Linked DNA regions of Cricetulus griseus: region 1 is linked to region 2. A link is a contact called in public Micro-C data. All regions are on one chromosome and are shown on one strand. The core of a region is the stretch at or near the end of the contact, and the rest is flanking DNA. Distances in the headings are between cores, read along the strand shown.

Region 1 (7,097 bases), core at 1,500-3,999, 96 kb before region 2:
CCAGTAGCTGCTTTGTACTCTCACTATGGCCACAAAAGCTGCCTTGGGGCTCAAAAATACTAAGAACAGGGAGCCTGGCACGTCATTGGCATCGCCATTTTAAGAAGCACAGTTGGTCATCTTCTTCCCACTTGCAGGAGTATTCTTCTATCATTATTTTAAGTAAAGAAAGTAATCTCCTGTAAAGATTATCATGCTTGCTAAGTTTTGTCTCAGACAAGGGCTAGCCACTTGAGTCTGTGCAACTGTAAAAGTGTCCCTTAATTAGTGGAATTTGGAGACATTAACTGAGTCATTTTACGGAATCATTTAAATAAAATAAGGTAAATAAAATAATTTAAATTAACATTTTTTTGGGGACAGGGTCTCTCTGTGTAGCTATGGCGGTCCTGAAACTCACTCTATGGACCAAGCTGACTTTGAACTCCCAAGTGCTGGGATTAAAGGGGTGCACCACCACCACCCGGGATTGAGTGATGATGACAATGAATAGAATAGACCATCATTTTAAAGTAGTAAGAAAATGAAGCATTTGTTTGAACCATATGGAATTGTTGTTATTTAGCAATTTTGAAGCTTTGTGATTATTTGCCATGGGAAATATACATTTCAAGACTCGGTTTAAAGTTGTTTTAAATTCTTTATTATGGTAGCATTTTCTTACAGTAATACTTTTTCCTTTTAAGTTTTATTCTTTCCAATGGTTTTCAGTTACTTCACTCTGCCGGTAGAGGGCGTTGATTGTCTTGTGAACTCACTGGAAAGTATTTTTTTAAAAAAAGCATCCACACAGGCATCTGGTTATAATTTCCCTCTCCTGCTCTCCACTTGAACAATTCAACTTGATGCTGCATGATTCCTTTTTATTTTCTTTTATTCTATGTAGTGGCTGAACCACCACAAAAGATGAAGACTTCCAAAACCTTTCAAGTCTCCCAAAGCGGCAGCTTTCACATTCTGTCCTATTGATACCGCACTTGGCAGTGGATAAAGGAACACAGTTAAAGTCTGCTCATAATTGGTTTTATTTGGGAAAGGTTTTCTTTTGAAGTAGTGGCCACCCGTGATTATATAATTGTCAGAAGTTAGCTAGCTCAGCACTTCTTGTAGAAAATGTTCACAATTCACTTTCTCACTTCGGAAGAAAAGTGTGGAAAGGAAGGAAAAAGAAAATACCAATATGAGGGAGCTCCGGTTTGTTTGGACTACTCCCTCTGGGATTGCGGTGAGCAAGGTTAGGCTGAGCTTGTCCACGCTCTTTCTAGCAAAACCGTAATCATACTTTTCCTTTCTCGGAGCTACACAAGGAGGGACATTTAAATGCGTTTCTCTTTTCGAAAAAATCGAGTGCATACTTCCTGATAGGATCTGCCTTAGAACACCTGCAGACAACACAACAAAACACCGCCGAGAGCTCTTTTCATGAGTTCCAGTATGAACTGAAAAGTGGAACACCCCAAACTCAATTCCGTGTTACATGAACCAGGTACCCACATGTAAGACATGCACTTTACAAGACTCTGCGTGATGCCTACATGCCATCAGTCAACCTTTCTTCCTTCTGGGCTGGGTTTTCCCACCCATGTAGGAACCGACAGTGGGATCTTTGTTTCCAGGGGCTTTGTTTGCTTTCAGTCACTGGGAAAGTAAACATTACCTCAGATTGGAAGAAATTCTTGGTGGCGCACAGGGGTCCTGGGAGAGGTTTTTGTACCCAGTACTGATGACGTTATCAGGTTATCTGGCATAGTCTGCTGAGGACAGTTTAATGCACTGCCCCATGCGGATCCGATAGGCCTGTCCTGGGTCTTGAAGATGTAAGGTGATTTGTTTCTGGAAGGAGATGCAAAGGACAAAGATGGAAGGGATGCTTGCTCTCCCTTACAGTAGTCTGGCTCTCCCTATATAAAAACAAAACAAAAGACTCTTTAGGGTCTCAACAGGCAGATTTGCATTTATACTTAACTCATAGTCTCAGCTTCTCACAGTATGGATGAGCTCCGCTCTGAACTTAATCCCACAATAATCGAAAAAACACTCTGTAAACTGAAAACTAGACTCCCTTTGTGACCCGTTGTGCTAGAAACACATGATTTTTTTTTAAATAGCATTTTAAAACAGGAAGGTGCATTTTATAATTTTGTATTTGTTAAATAGAGATTTTATTGTTTAATGGTAATGCCTGATGGAAATATTCACTATGTGACATGCTAATTCTGGTCCTTGTTAATTATGTTTCTAGATGGAATGTATAAAAATGGGATTTAAAGATTCCTGCATCAAAAATCTAGAGATTTTATTATTTATCAAAATATTGATACCCCCCCACACACTGTCTCATTCCTATTTAAGCTACTGCAAAGGAAATAAACTATGTAAATTCAGCACTTGAGACATGTGTTGCAGCACCAGGAAGGTTTTTGGAAACTGTAATTGTTTTTTGCTGTATCATCAAGAATGTAAATGCAAATTTATGTCAAGGTAATTTTGTGGAGTGGAAGACTTGTTATCTGTTCTCAAAGAGAAAGCACAGACAGAAATCATAACCATCACCCAACTAGACTTCATGTCAGAAGTGAAGGACTTCTTAGTCTCATTTCTCCCACACCTCAAGTTGCAGATCTCAAGAGCTTCGATATTGATTCAAGAGAATGAATGGCTGAGTCATTTCAGAGGGACTGTGACAAGTGGACAAATGCTACCATGGAGACGTTTTGATATGCAGTGTGGTTAGTGAGCCTTGGTGGTTTCCTACCCCTGCCATTGAAGCAAAGTGACAAGTCATGGGAAGTCTAAACCAGCAAGCATAAACCAGAGGTAAGTTGGAAGAATGATTTATCCAGCTGTTCTTCAGGGATTAAACATTCCATATACATTTCTGTCTGACTCATAGGGAAATTCATTTTTAAATATGAGAAAAATCTTCAGAAATCTGCTTCTAGTTAAGAAATAAACACTAGGATTTTAAAAGTCTCCCATAGAATTTTCTGAGAATATTTACTAAAATGACTTCTTCTTGAGAACAAATGTGTTTAATTTAGAAAGCAAGGATTTGAACTATATTCCATAAGACATAAAACTATGCTAAACTATTCTTTTGGTGAATAGGATAATAAACAGGATAATACACAGCAAGTACTAAAATAAAAGGAAACTTGCAATCAGTCACTTCTGCTGGTAAAGGAGGTGAACTCAAGGGCATTGTTTTTAAAGATAATACTCAAGGTTTTTTTTAGTTAATTATTTATTTATTATGTGTACAGTGTTCTGCCTGCAAGTCTGCTTATGGGCCAGAAGAGGGCCCCAGATCAAGTTGTAGATGTTTGTGAGGCACCCTGTGGTTGCTGGGAATTGAACCTCTGGAAGAGCAACCAGTGCTCTTAACCTCTGAGCCATCTCTCCAGCTCCCTTGAGGGCATTTTTAAAAGGGATGCATGTACACATGTGACTGTTGCTTGAGCATGATTCCCAATTACATCAATTACATTTTAAATATTTATCCTTATACCCACAGGTAAGTGTAGTTCTCATTCATCATGAAAAAAAAAAGTTCCAACAGAGATCAAAAACGCAGAGAACAAATATCCATGTGGTGGTTTCCAGCCCCAACTGACACATCTCCAACAGAATTTATTACCTTTAAAAACAGCATTTCTAAAAGCATATTTTGTGTAATAAGAATAGACTAGAAGGAAGTTTCTGGAATCAGATGAATTGGTAAACAAATGTAAACTGGCCTGTTCAGATCCCTTAACATTTTATCACACTTAGTGATGCTTGAAGAATACCCGCCGCATATGTGATTTCTCCCTTTGCACTCTGGGGACCTGAATCTATAGTAGTATTTCTAGAAATGCTGAGACAAATCTTTTGCTTGAGTGGTTTTAATTCAGGGAAGTTTGAACACTTATTCTTGTCTGTAAACCTTTCCATATGCATGTATGCATCCTACATTAAATTTATACCTGTAAGCTCTGTTAGGCAGAGTTCTCTAAAAGACAGAACCAATAGACTGTGTACATATCCACCCATATGGATGTATATTTACTAGACTTGCCAGCAATGGCTGTTTCATGGCAGGAAGACTGAGAGTCTGATAGGTGTTCAGGCTGGAGCAGCAGTCTGAGTTTGGAGCTAGAGTCCTGAGGGTTTCCTGGAGAGCTGCTGGTCTTTAGCCTACATCAGAATCCCAAAGAAGTTAGCTCTCATACAAGCAAAGGAATCTCTCAGCAACAGGACAGGCTGACCTGCCAACATGAGTGAGGGCAAGCAGACCAAAAGCAAAAACCTCCTTCCACTACGTCCTCTATAGAGGCTGTCACTTGCAGTGTTTCCCAGATCAGGGTGGGTGATCTCACGTGATCCAATCAAGGAAATCCCTAACAGGCAAGTCCAGAAGCTTAGGTTTTAGTGGATTCCAAATGTAGTAAAGTTGACAAGCAGGATCAACCGTCTCCTTAACCCCAAAATGACCTCCTCTCATCAAGATGTCTCTTTCATTCCTCTCCACCTCCATTCCACCTCCAACTTTCCCAGTCTGTTCCCTCATGTTCCCAGGGAGAAACCTGGTGCCAGGGAAACTTCCAGGAATCCACAAGGAGGACCCCAGCTAAGACTCCTAGCAATAGTGGAGAGAGTGCCTGAACTTGCCATCTCCTGTAATCAGTTTGGTGACTATCCTAATTGTCATCAGAGAGCCTTCATCTAGTAACTGGTGGAAGCAGAGGCAAAGATCCATAGCCAATCACTGGACTGAGCTCCAGGAATCCAGTCAAAGAGAGGGATGAGGATTTATGAGCAAAGGGTTCAAGTGCATGATGGGGGAAACCCACAGAGACAGCTGACCTGAGCTCATGGGAGCTCACTGACTCTGGACTGACAGCTAGGGAGTCTGCATAGGACCAACATAGGCCCTCTGCCTGTTTCTGACAGTTGTGTAGATTGGTCTGTTTGTGGGGCTCCTAGCAGTAGGATCAGGATCTAACCCTGGCACTTGAGCTGGCTTTGGGGAACCTATTCTCCATGCTGGGATGCCTCGTCCAGTCTTGATGCAAGGAGAGGAGCTTGGTCCTACCTCAACTTGATGTACCATGCTTTGTTGATGCCCATGGGAGGCCTGCCCCTTTCTGAACAGATACAGAGGAGGAATAGATGGGGAGGTTGGCGCAAGGGATGGGGCAGGAGGAGAGAAGGGAGAGGAAACTGCAATTGGGATGTATATGAATAATAATAATAATAATAATAATAATAATGATGATGATGATGATGATGATAATAACAAAAATGGGTCAGCCATCACAGGGGTGAATCTCTTAGGTGGAAAATTCCATTACTTTAATACAGTTCAAAACACCAATCCCAAATTGTTGTTAGACTTTATTCCTCCTGCTGGGCATTGGTGGCACATGCCTTTAATCCCAGCATTCAGGAGGCAGAGGCAGGTGGATCTTTGTGAGTTCAAGGCCAGTCTGGTGTGAGTTCAAGGATAGCCTGGTCTACAGAGTGAGTCCCAGGACAGCCAGAGCTATACAGAGAAACCCTGTCTCAAAAAACAAAACAAAAGAGAATTTATTCGTTCTTATGGCAGGAGAGAACAATGTGCGGGTGCATGGTATATGTATGCTTGTATTGGTCTCAACGTTAATGTGGTCGTTCTCCTTTTTTCTCCTTTCCAAGTGTGAATCCTCTGGATCCCGAGAGCTCATGGTGATTACTAAGAGCCCAGTCCAGCTATCTCTGAGTGACTGATAACCATGTTCAAAAGCAGCATGTAGGTTTTGTGGGTTAGGATCAGAAGTACAGAAAGGTGAACCACTCAGGGACCTTGGGGGATGAGAAATCTTCTTCAGAGATGGGAGCATAGCTGTGTTCCCTTTCACATCATCAAAGCATCGGTCATCACTGACACATGTACAATGTTTGCTGATTCATTTAGGGTCTCAACATCAGAAATTGCATTGTTAACTAGAGTTAGTTTTGGTCTGCACAGAGCATGGTGAGCACACTGTCACTCGGCCTTTTCTGGCTCCATCGGTCACACTTATCTGCTTTTGTCCTTGTTTAGGTACATTCCAATTAAAATACAAACTTGAGCTCTGAAAAGTCACCACAGTCACAGAGATCACATGGCCCAATAGACTGAAGTATTTACTGCTTGGACCTTACAGAAAAAGCTTTCTGATGCTGTTTTGATTTTATTCCTGGTGATTCAGTGCCTCAGTTAAGGTTTCTATTGCTGTGAGCAGACACCATGACTGTAGCAACTTTTACAAATGAAAACATTTAATTGGGGCTGGCTTACACTTCCAGAGGTTTAGTCCAATGTTTAGTTTTGTCATGGCGGGAAGCATGGTGGCATGCAGGCAAACATGGTGCTGGAGAAAGGAGCTGAGAGTTCTACATCCAGATTGGCAAGCAGTAGAAAGTGAACTGGCCTGAGCTTCTGAGACCTTAAAAACCACCTGCTAGTGACACAACCCCTCCAACAAAGCCACATCTACTCCAACAAGGCTACACCACTCCCTATGGACCAAGCCTTCAAACACACGAGTCAATGGGGGCCACTCCTATTCAAACCACTATATTCAGTGACAACAGTGTTGGTCTGGGCCCTACCTACAAGAAGAGTTATTAGGAATACTTGTTCAGTGTGTCTAAAGCAATGATTCTCAACCTGTGGGTCTCAACCCCTTTGGGAGTTGAATGACCCTTTCACAGGGGTCATCTAAGACCATTGGAAAGCACAGGTATTTATGATTCATGACAGTAGCAAAATCACCGTTATGAAGTAGGAACAAAATTAATTTTATGATTGGGGGTCACCACAACATGAGGAACTATATCATAGAGTCACAGCATTAGTAAGGTTGGGAACCACTGATCTATAGGATATCAGTGTCCATGGCACCAAAACATGCAGGTTTCAGTGATATTTGAGCCAAGCACATCATATAAACTCCTCTGTCACTCTGAACATTTTTGTTTATATTTCTCTGACATCATCTGCCTTCTTGTGCTGTGGATTTTGTTCTTTCTCCTACTCATTGTGGACTATATGAGGACAGAGACTGCTCTTTGCCCATAACCAACTCTGTGTA
Region 2 (7,193 bases), core at 3,203-5,702:
TTCTTTCTAAAACAAATTAGAATGTACTTCATGAATGGAAAGCTTTTTCATTTTTTCCCAAATAGTTGTTCATTGGCTTTTATGGTGGTTTGTAAAATACTGATTAACATTTTTTTTTTCTATTTGTGGGAATTTGCTCATGCAGCCAGTCTAGGAGTGGCTTCCCAGATTCTGGTGACAATCGCTGCCTCTGACCATGCTCATGGGGTGTTTGAATTCAGCCCTGAGTCACTCTTTGTCAGCGGAACGGAACCAGAGGATGGAGACAGTACTGTAGTATTAAATGTGAGTGCTTTCTGAGATCCCCCAATCTTAAAGCGATGTAGTATGCTTTTCCTTCCTTTCTTTCTTTTTTCTTTTTTCTGCATAGGTGGTTAAGAGTGAACTAATAGGTAACAGATGTGCAGATTGCTAATCAGTTAGTGTGTGGTTGCATTGACATGTAAATTCGTTTTGTGATTTTGAGGGTTCCTTACTTTTCAGAGAATATGATGTGTTATACTTGGACTGATAGAGGCAACTTGGGAATAAAAGAAAGCAGACAGGCATCTTAGGAAGCAGAATTATTCTTTAATCAGAACAACAGAAGGGGCTGCTCAGAGATATGAAAATGAGACTCCAGCATGTAGGAAGGGAAAGGTGTACTTGGTGATGGAAGAGTCATTCTTAGGTCTGTTCCCCAGAGTCTAGAGTGGTAGATACTGGTGGGTTTGGTGTGCCCAGAGCGTCTCAGTCCACCCTAGGCTTTTGTGTCACTGCCTTTCATGATGGACCTTTGTAATGTATAATTCTGTCTCACAGATTTTTTTGTGTTAGTTTAGGTAGACTGTGGCAACTAATGATTCAAAATCTCAGTGGCTTAGTACAAGAGAAAAAAAATGCCTCTGAGGCCTAGGGAGATAGCTGATTTAGTAAAGTCACTTACCACCAAGTCTGACAACCCGAGTTCAAACTGTGAACCTACATGGGGGTAGAAAGAAATGACTCCTGAAACACATCCTCTGTCCTCTACACCGTCACTGTGGCAACCACCCAACATACAAGCAAACTGACAGAGACAGACAGACAGACAACTGGGCTAGTTATTTTTAAAAGAATTTTTGCTCTTTCATTGTGTATATCCAACCTGAGTTGGCAAAAAGACTCTGATTCACTATTGCTTTAGGAGCCAAGGATTACTTACGTCCATAAAATCCATGGTTGGCGGATGTGAGTGTTGAGTAGAAGTGATTTATATCTGTAAGAGAATTGCATGACCATGTGGTTCTATGCCACCTCATATAGAAGAAAAGGAAATTCTGAGGATTTGTGAATAGTGAAATTAGCACTAATAATACTCAGTTTGCATCTGTCCTGAGTTCTAGCAGATTAGGGTTATATTGCTAACTGACTCAACAGACACCACAGCTCACTCAGCTTCCTCCCCTTTCATGAAATGATGAAGAAAGATATGCAATACATCCTTCTATACCCTTAATGACACATTTTTTTTTGGTTTGTGTGAAATAATTGAATAAATCTGCTATGAAATTAATTGAATAACTTCAGAAAGAATAATTATTTATGACCAAAAATATGAAAAGTATCATACTTTAATGAAAGTATTGCTTCATTTTATTTGGAGTTGAAAATATTTTAAATACAAATAAAATTATGAATACAAGTTGGGATTTCTTTGAAAGAATTTTTTTGCAGATTTTTTTTGAGTTAGAAACATGATTGTTTTACATGACAATCCCAGTTCCCTTCTCCCTCCCGTCCTCCCCTACTACCCTCCCCCCAACTAAAACCCTACCTATCACATATCCTTTCTGCTTCCCCTGGATGGTGAGGCCTTCCATGGAGTGTCATCAGAGTCTATCGTATCTTTGGAAGAATTTTTAAGCTTTTCATTCTTAATATAGTGAAGCATTTCTTCTAAATGCATTTTGTTTTGCTTTGGGTCAAATTTATTGAAAATAACTTTTCTGAAAAATGTTACTGATCTATTCTTTACAGTATAGGCTGCTCCATCATTTTCAGTAAGTGTAAGGAATATCTTGTGTGTGCATAAATATAAGCTATTGTCAGCCACATTTGACTTATTGTTGATATGTATTATAGGTTGGCAGAAGATAACAGCTGTGTTCAACCTGAAAGTTGAACATTTTACATCTAGTTGTGTTTTTCTGCCACAGGCACTTTTTGAACACCCTCCATATGTAAGGTGTCTGAGGAGTTCAGGGTTAGGTAGTGGACAGTTCTTACCTTCAATGATCTTATAGTCTTGAGAACTTAGAAAATTAAAATAAAAGTTAAAAAACAAGTTAATGAAAACTTAAAATTCACTCTGGCACTATCATGCACTTAAACAAAATTAAGTCATTCTTATTCTTAAATATTTCCCAGGTTACGAGGACTCAGGGAGCTCTGTCACATGTGACTTTGCATTGGAATGTAGACTCTGACCTGGATGGGGATCTCGCCATCACCTCTGGCAACATCACGTTTGAGATTGGACAGAGAACTGCCTGCATCACTTTGGAGATATTGCCAGATGAAGAGCCAGAGCTAGACAAGGCACTTTCTGTGTTGATCCTCAACGTCTCCCGTGGCTCTTTGGGAGTCCTTACTAATGCCACATTGACAATTTTGGCCAGTGATGATCCTCACGGGGTGTTCATTTTCTCTAATAAATCTAGACCTATTAGTGTTCAAGAAGCAACCCATAATGTCACATTATCTATAATGAGGTTGAAAGGCCTCATGGGAGAAGTTGTAATCTCATATGCAACAATAGATGATATGAAAAAACCTCCTTTTTTCCCACCTAACTTAGCTAGAGCAAGTCAAGGAGGAGACTATATATCAGCATCTGGATTGGCTCTTTTCAGAGCTAATCAGACTGAGGCAACAATAACTATTTCAATCCTGGATGATGATGAACCAGAATGTTCAGAATCTGTGTTCATTGAACTAGTCAATTCTACGTTAGTAGAGCCAGTACAGGATCGCCCAAGTAAGTATCTGTTAGCATGGTGTTATTACTAGAGGTAAGACTATGAAAATGGAAAGCTTAAAGTTTTATATAACAGAAAATTCTTCAGGAATGGCAAGGTCAAAGGTAAGTAAAACTACCTTGAAACAATTTTCTTTATTTATGGTGTGTGTGTGTGTGTGTGTGTGTGTGTGTGTGTGTGTGCCTGAATGTGTGCATGTATACCACATGTGTTTAGATACCCAAGGTGGTCAGAATAGGGCAGTGCATCCCCTGGAACTTGAGTTGCAGGTGGTTGTGAGCTGCCCAATGGGGGTGCAAGAGCAGCACAAGCAGCACATTGAGCTATCTCTTTAACTTCAAGTGTTATTTTTGAAGGCATTCCTCGTTAAAGGTTTTCTTTAAGACAACTGGAAATGGGGCATATATTTTTTTTCTTAAAAATCATACTGTAAAAAAGTAGTCATGTGCCCAAAGTACATGTTAAGAACTTCTGTGTGATGACTGTGTAACTGCCCCTAGTATTATCCTGTTGCTTCATTCTATTCTGCAATCAGTCTGAAGAGTCCGTATGTAGTTCTTGTGACAATGCTGTGAGCTTCTTTCACGTGGGTACACTTCTGACAAATTTCCTAATCAGCAAATGTGTGTAAGGTGAGGAGAAAGGGCTGTTCAACTGTAAGAACTGAGAATTGGTGGAATTACGAGGGATAGGATGTAAGGTTCCAAGACCTGCTTGTTATACTATATGCCACATGAATTAAGAATAATTACCAGTAAGTGTGCTCACCTTCCCTGGGTTAATATTGTATGAAGGTAACAACAGTCTTACTCATTATAGGTGAGGACTACAGAAGGAAATTTACAAATGCTAACATTAAGTCTTCAGGTTAAAATTTTTCACAAAATATCTCTGCTGTTCTTTTAAGATAGACTTAAGATCAGTTATAACAGCAAAGAAGTTGAAACAGAACTAAAAAATTAGTTTATTAAGGAAGGAATTATAAAGCACATATTGTTTTTCAAGTTGTTTATAGTTTATTGAAATTGAAATAAAACCCACAGGGATGATTACATTTAACAGTGGCATGGAGCTTGTTGAAGTCAGATACCTTTTTTCCAATGTATAATGATGAGTTATTGGGCATAGTCTTTGAAAACTTCATTTTCTGTATATAACTAGAAAAGAATAGAAATGCCAATTTTTCTTTATTCACTATCTATCTATATTTGGGGACTCCATGTGGTACTACATGTAAAGAGCAATACCATGTCTGCTGCATTGTCAGCATTCAGTAATGGAGACTATTATTAGAATGGCATATGCAGAGAACTGTGGCTCTGTGGGGATGGGAGAAGTAGTCAGCATATGTTTTATGGAATAATACAGAACATCTGTCAATGTAGGCTAAAGAGCAGAGCGCAAAACTGAGGGGAGGAGAGAGAGACTGACTCAGATTTTAATGACAAAAGCCTGTGTAAGGTCTGGCAAGTTTTTATTGAATATAGTTGTCACATTCTGTGAACGTGAGTGCTATGAAAAGACAGTAGGGTGCCCACTTGTGGATAACTACAGGTATTACACATGGCTTGCTAAGTCTTTGGAGGAGGAAATGAACCTTTATAGTATGTGTCTTGGTTATGGGTTATGTCTGACAGGCACTAATATGAGATCTTAGGTAATTTCATTAACTCCTTTGTGGCTCTAAGTTCTTATCTGTAGAAATGTGTGTATGTGTCTGTGTAAATGCATGTATATATGCAATCCAAATATATCAATTATATATACAGATGTATCAAATAGATTGTGCTGGTTAGTTTTCTGTCTTTTTGATACAAGCCATAGTCATCAGGGAGGAGAGAACCTCAATTGAGAAAATGCCTCCAGAAGATCAGCTGCAAGACATTTTCTTTTTTTGTTTATTTTTATATTTTTGCCATTTGTTTTTAAATTTCATTTTACATTGCAGCCACAGTTCTTTATCCCATAACTCCTCCTGCCCCCTTGACTCCTCCCACCCATAATTTAGTAATTGATGGGGAGAGCCCAGCCCATTTTGGGTGGTGCCATCCCTGGACTGGTGGTTCTGGGTTCTATAAGAAAGCGGACGGAGCAAGCCATAAGGAACAATCCTATATGCAGAATTCCTCCATGGCTTTTCCATCAGCTCCTGCCTCCTGATCAGGTTCCTGCCTGGTTTGAATTTCTGCTTTAGCTTCCCTCAACAGACTGTGACTCGGTATATATGTAAGCCAAATAATCATCCCCAAGCTGTTTTTGGTTATGGTAGTAATCTTAACAATAGTAATCCTACCTGAGGCATATATGCAATTCACATATGTCAGGAGATGGATAGAAAAAAAGGGTGCACGTATTATTATTTGAATAAAGATTAATTGCTTAAAGAATGAAATTGTGTTTGTGACAAAATAGATGGAACTGAAAGATGCTATTATAAGTGGACTAAGCCATGTACAGAAAGATAAATATACTGCATATTCTTATGTGGAAGCTTCGAAAGTTTATTTCAAAGAAGATATCAGCACAGTGATTACTAAGTGCTAGGAAAAGCAAGAGAAGGGAGAGAAGACAGTTGGAAAGCAGGTATCCAAGTGCATGCAGTATGATGGCGAGAAGTCCCAGTGTCTGTCCACCTGACAGGTGAAGGCTGTCTGTAGCTAGATGAAGGCTCTGGGATGTACTATTTTCCTGTTCAATTTTGTGTTGGAATTCTGTTTTAGCACAGCAGATGCCTTAGTGTAATAGTATAATTCTATAGGGTTTAGAATCTGATTGATGTCATAAGCTGATGATTAATTACACTTGGATCATCAATGTCAGATGCTTACTAAAATATTCTTAATAGTCTAACTGTTATTTTGATGTTTATTCCTAGAATATGTGTTAAACACAGCAGAGATTTCCTATTAACTTTGTTTTTGTTTTTCTAGTGCCTAGATTAAGGCTGACAGGTATACATATTTAAACTTTTAAAAACATAAATAGTCCAGAGAATGCAGATTCTGTTGAATTCTTGGTGATGGTTAGTCAGGTCTTAGAAATGCATTGCCTCTATGTCTTTCAGTCCCGAATTCCCCACGCCTTGGGCCTAAGGTAGAAACCGTGGCCCATCTCATTATTGTTGCCAACGATGATGCGTTTGGAACTGTGCAGCTGTCAGCACCAGTAGTTCGTGTGGCAGAAAATCACATTGGACCCATTATCAATGTGACTCGAATGGGAGGAGCATTTGCAGACGTCTCTGTTAAGTTTAAAGCTGTGCCAATAACTGCAGCAGCTGGTAAGGAAGGACATAGAAGGGGACTGGTGTGTTTCAGAGTAGCACGGGTCTGTGTGTCAGTGAGCAACAGTGTCTCAAAGATGTGGTTAGAAGAAGAGAAGAACACACACACACACACACACACACACACACACACACACACACACACACACACACACACACACTTTTCCTTTTCCTTAGATTGAGTTTAATGTAGCCAAAGCTATCTTCAAATTCACAATGTTGCTGAAGATGGCTTTGAACTTCTGATCCTCATCTGCAATGTTTGTGTAATAGGCAAGTGTCACCAAGCTGAGTTTATGCACTGCTGGAAATCAAATCCCTGTGCTTGTTAGGCAAGCATTCTACCAACTGAGCAACACCCACAGCTTCCAATACTTACACCGTTTTAGACACAACCATCCATCATTTATATATCTGTGACATTTTTGAGTTTGTGAAAATTGATAGTAAAAGTATATATACATTGAAAAGCTCTGATGAGCAAGAGGCATATAAACTAAGGAAGAACAAACTAAGACCCCATGACTTACTGTTTCTGAAAGGCAGTCATGTGCAGATAACTGCCAAGACACACAGGAAGAAGTGGGAAATAGCTTCCTGGGCTCTTCAGTTGACTTGTCTCTAGAGCCCATCATTGTACATCTTCATTTATTTATGAAGAGCATGGACAAGACAGTGTTTAGAATTAATGATCTTATGTATAAGGAAAGTAATTTCTTTGCTGAATAGAAAAGTCAGGCTACTGACTTTTTATAATTGCATCCCAGCTTACTGAGGGTGATTTGTCTAAGAGTGCCTGCTGGAGCCTTTCAAGTGCTCACTTACATTAGTAGGCATGTGAATGAGTGAGATTACATGCCTAATCTTTTAAAAAAATCATCTGGACATTACTATTGCTTGATAAATAACAC

What was found. A called contact is a pair of places that touch in the nucleus more often than the background predicts.
Region 1: a contact with region 2 is called in a Micro-C map of the CHO-K1 cell line, with 3 times the contacts expected there. The contact joins two enhancer-like sites. A contact is called at or near these places in 4 of 8 Hi-C or Micro-C datasets (the CHK-Q cell line, the CHO-K1 cell line and fibroblasts).

What each region holds. Positions count from the first base shown.
Region 1 is chr2:302,096,218-302,103,314 of CriGri-PICRH-1.0, reverse strand. No RefSeq gene overlaps it. Among named protein-coding and RNA genes, the nearest start is that of Lysmd3, 15 kb to the left of the region's middle. Within about 2 kb of position 2,749, at least 1 of the 6 cell types and tissues checked has open chromatin away from gene starts, as enhancers often do. A contact at or near this core is called in the CHO-K1 cell line, where this site is marked.
Region 2 is chr2:302,001,825-302,009,017 of CriGri-PICRH-1.0, reverse strand. Adgrv1 (adhesion G-protein coupled receptor V1) reads left to right here. Exons shown (of 89, transcript XM_035440478.1): 26 at 146-285; 27 at 2,389-2,998; 28 at 6,064-6,279. Among named protein-coding and RNA genes, the nearest start is that of Adgrv1, 60 kb to the left of the region's middle. Within about 2 kb of position 4,452, at least 1 of the 6 cell types and tissues checked has open chromatin away from gene starts, as enhancers often do. A contact at or near this core is called in the CHO-K1 cell line, where this site is marked.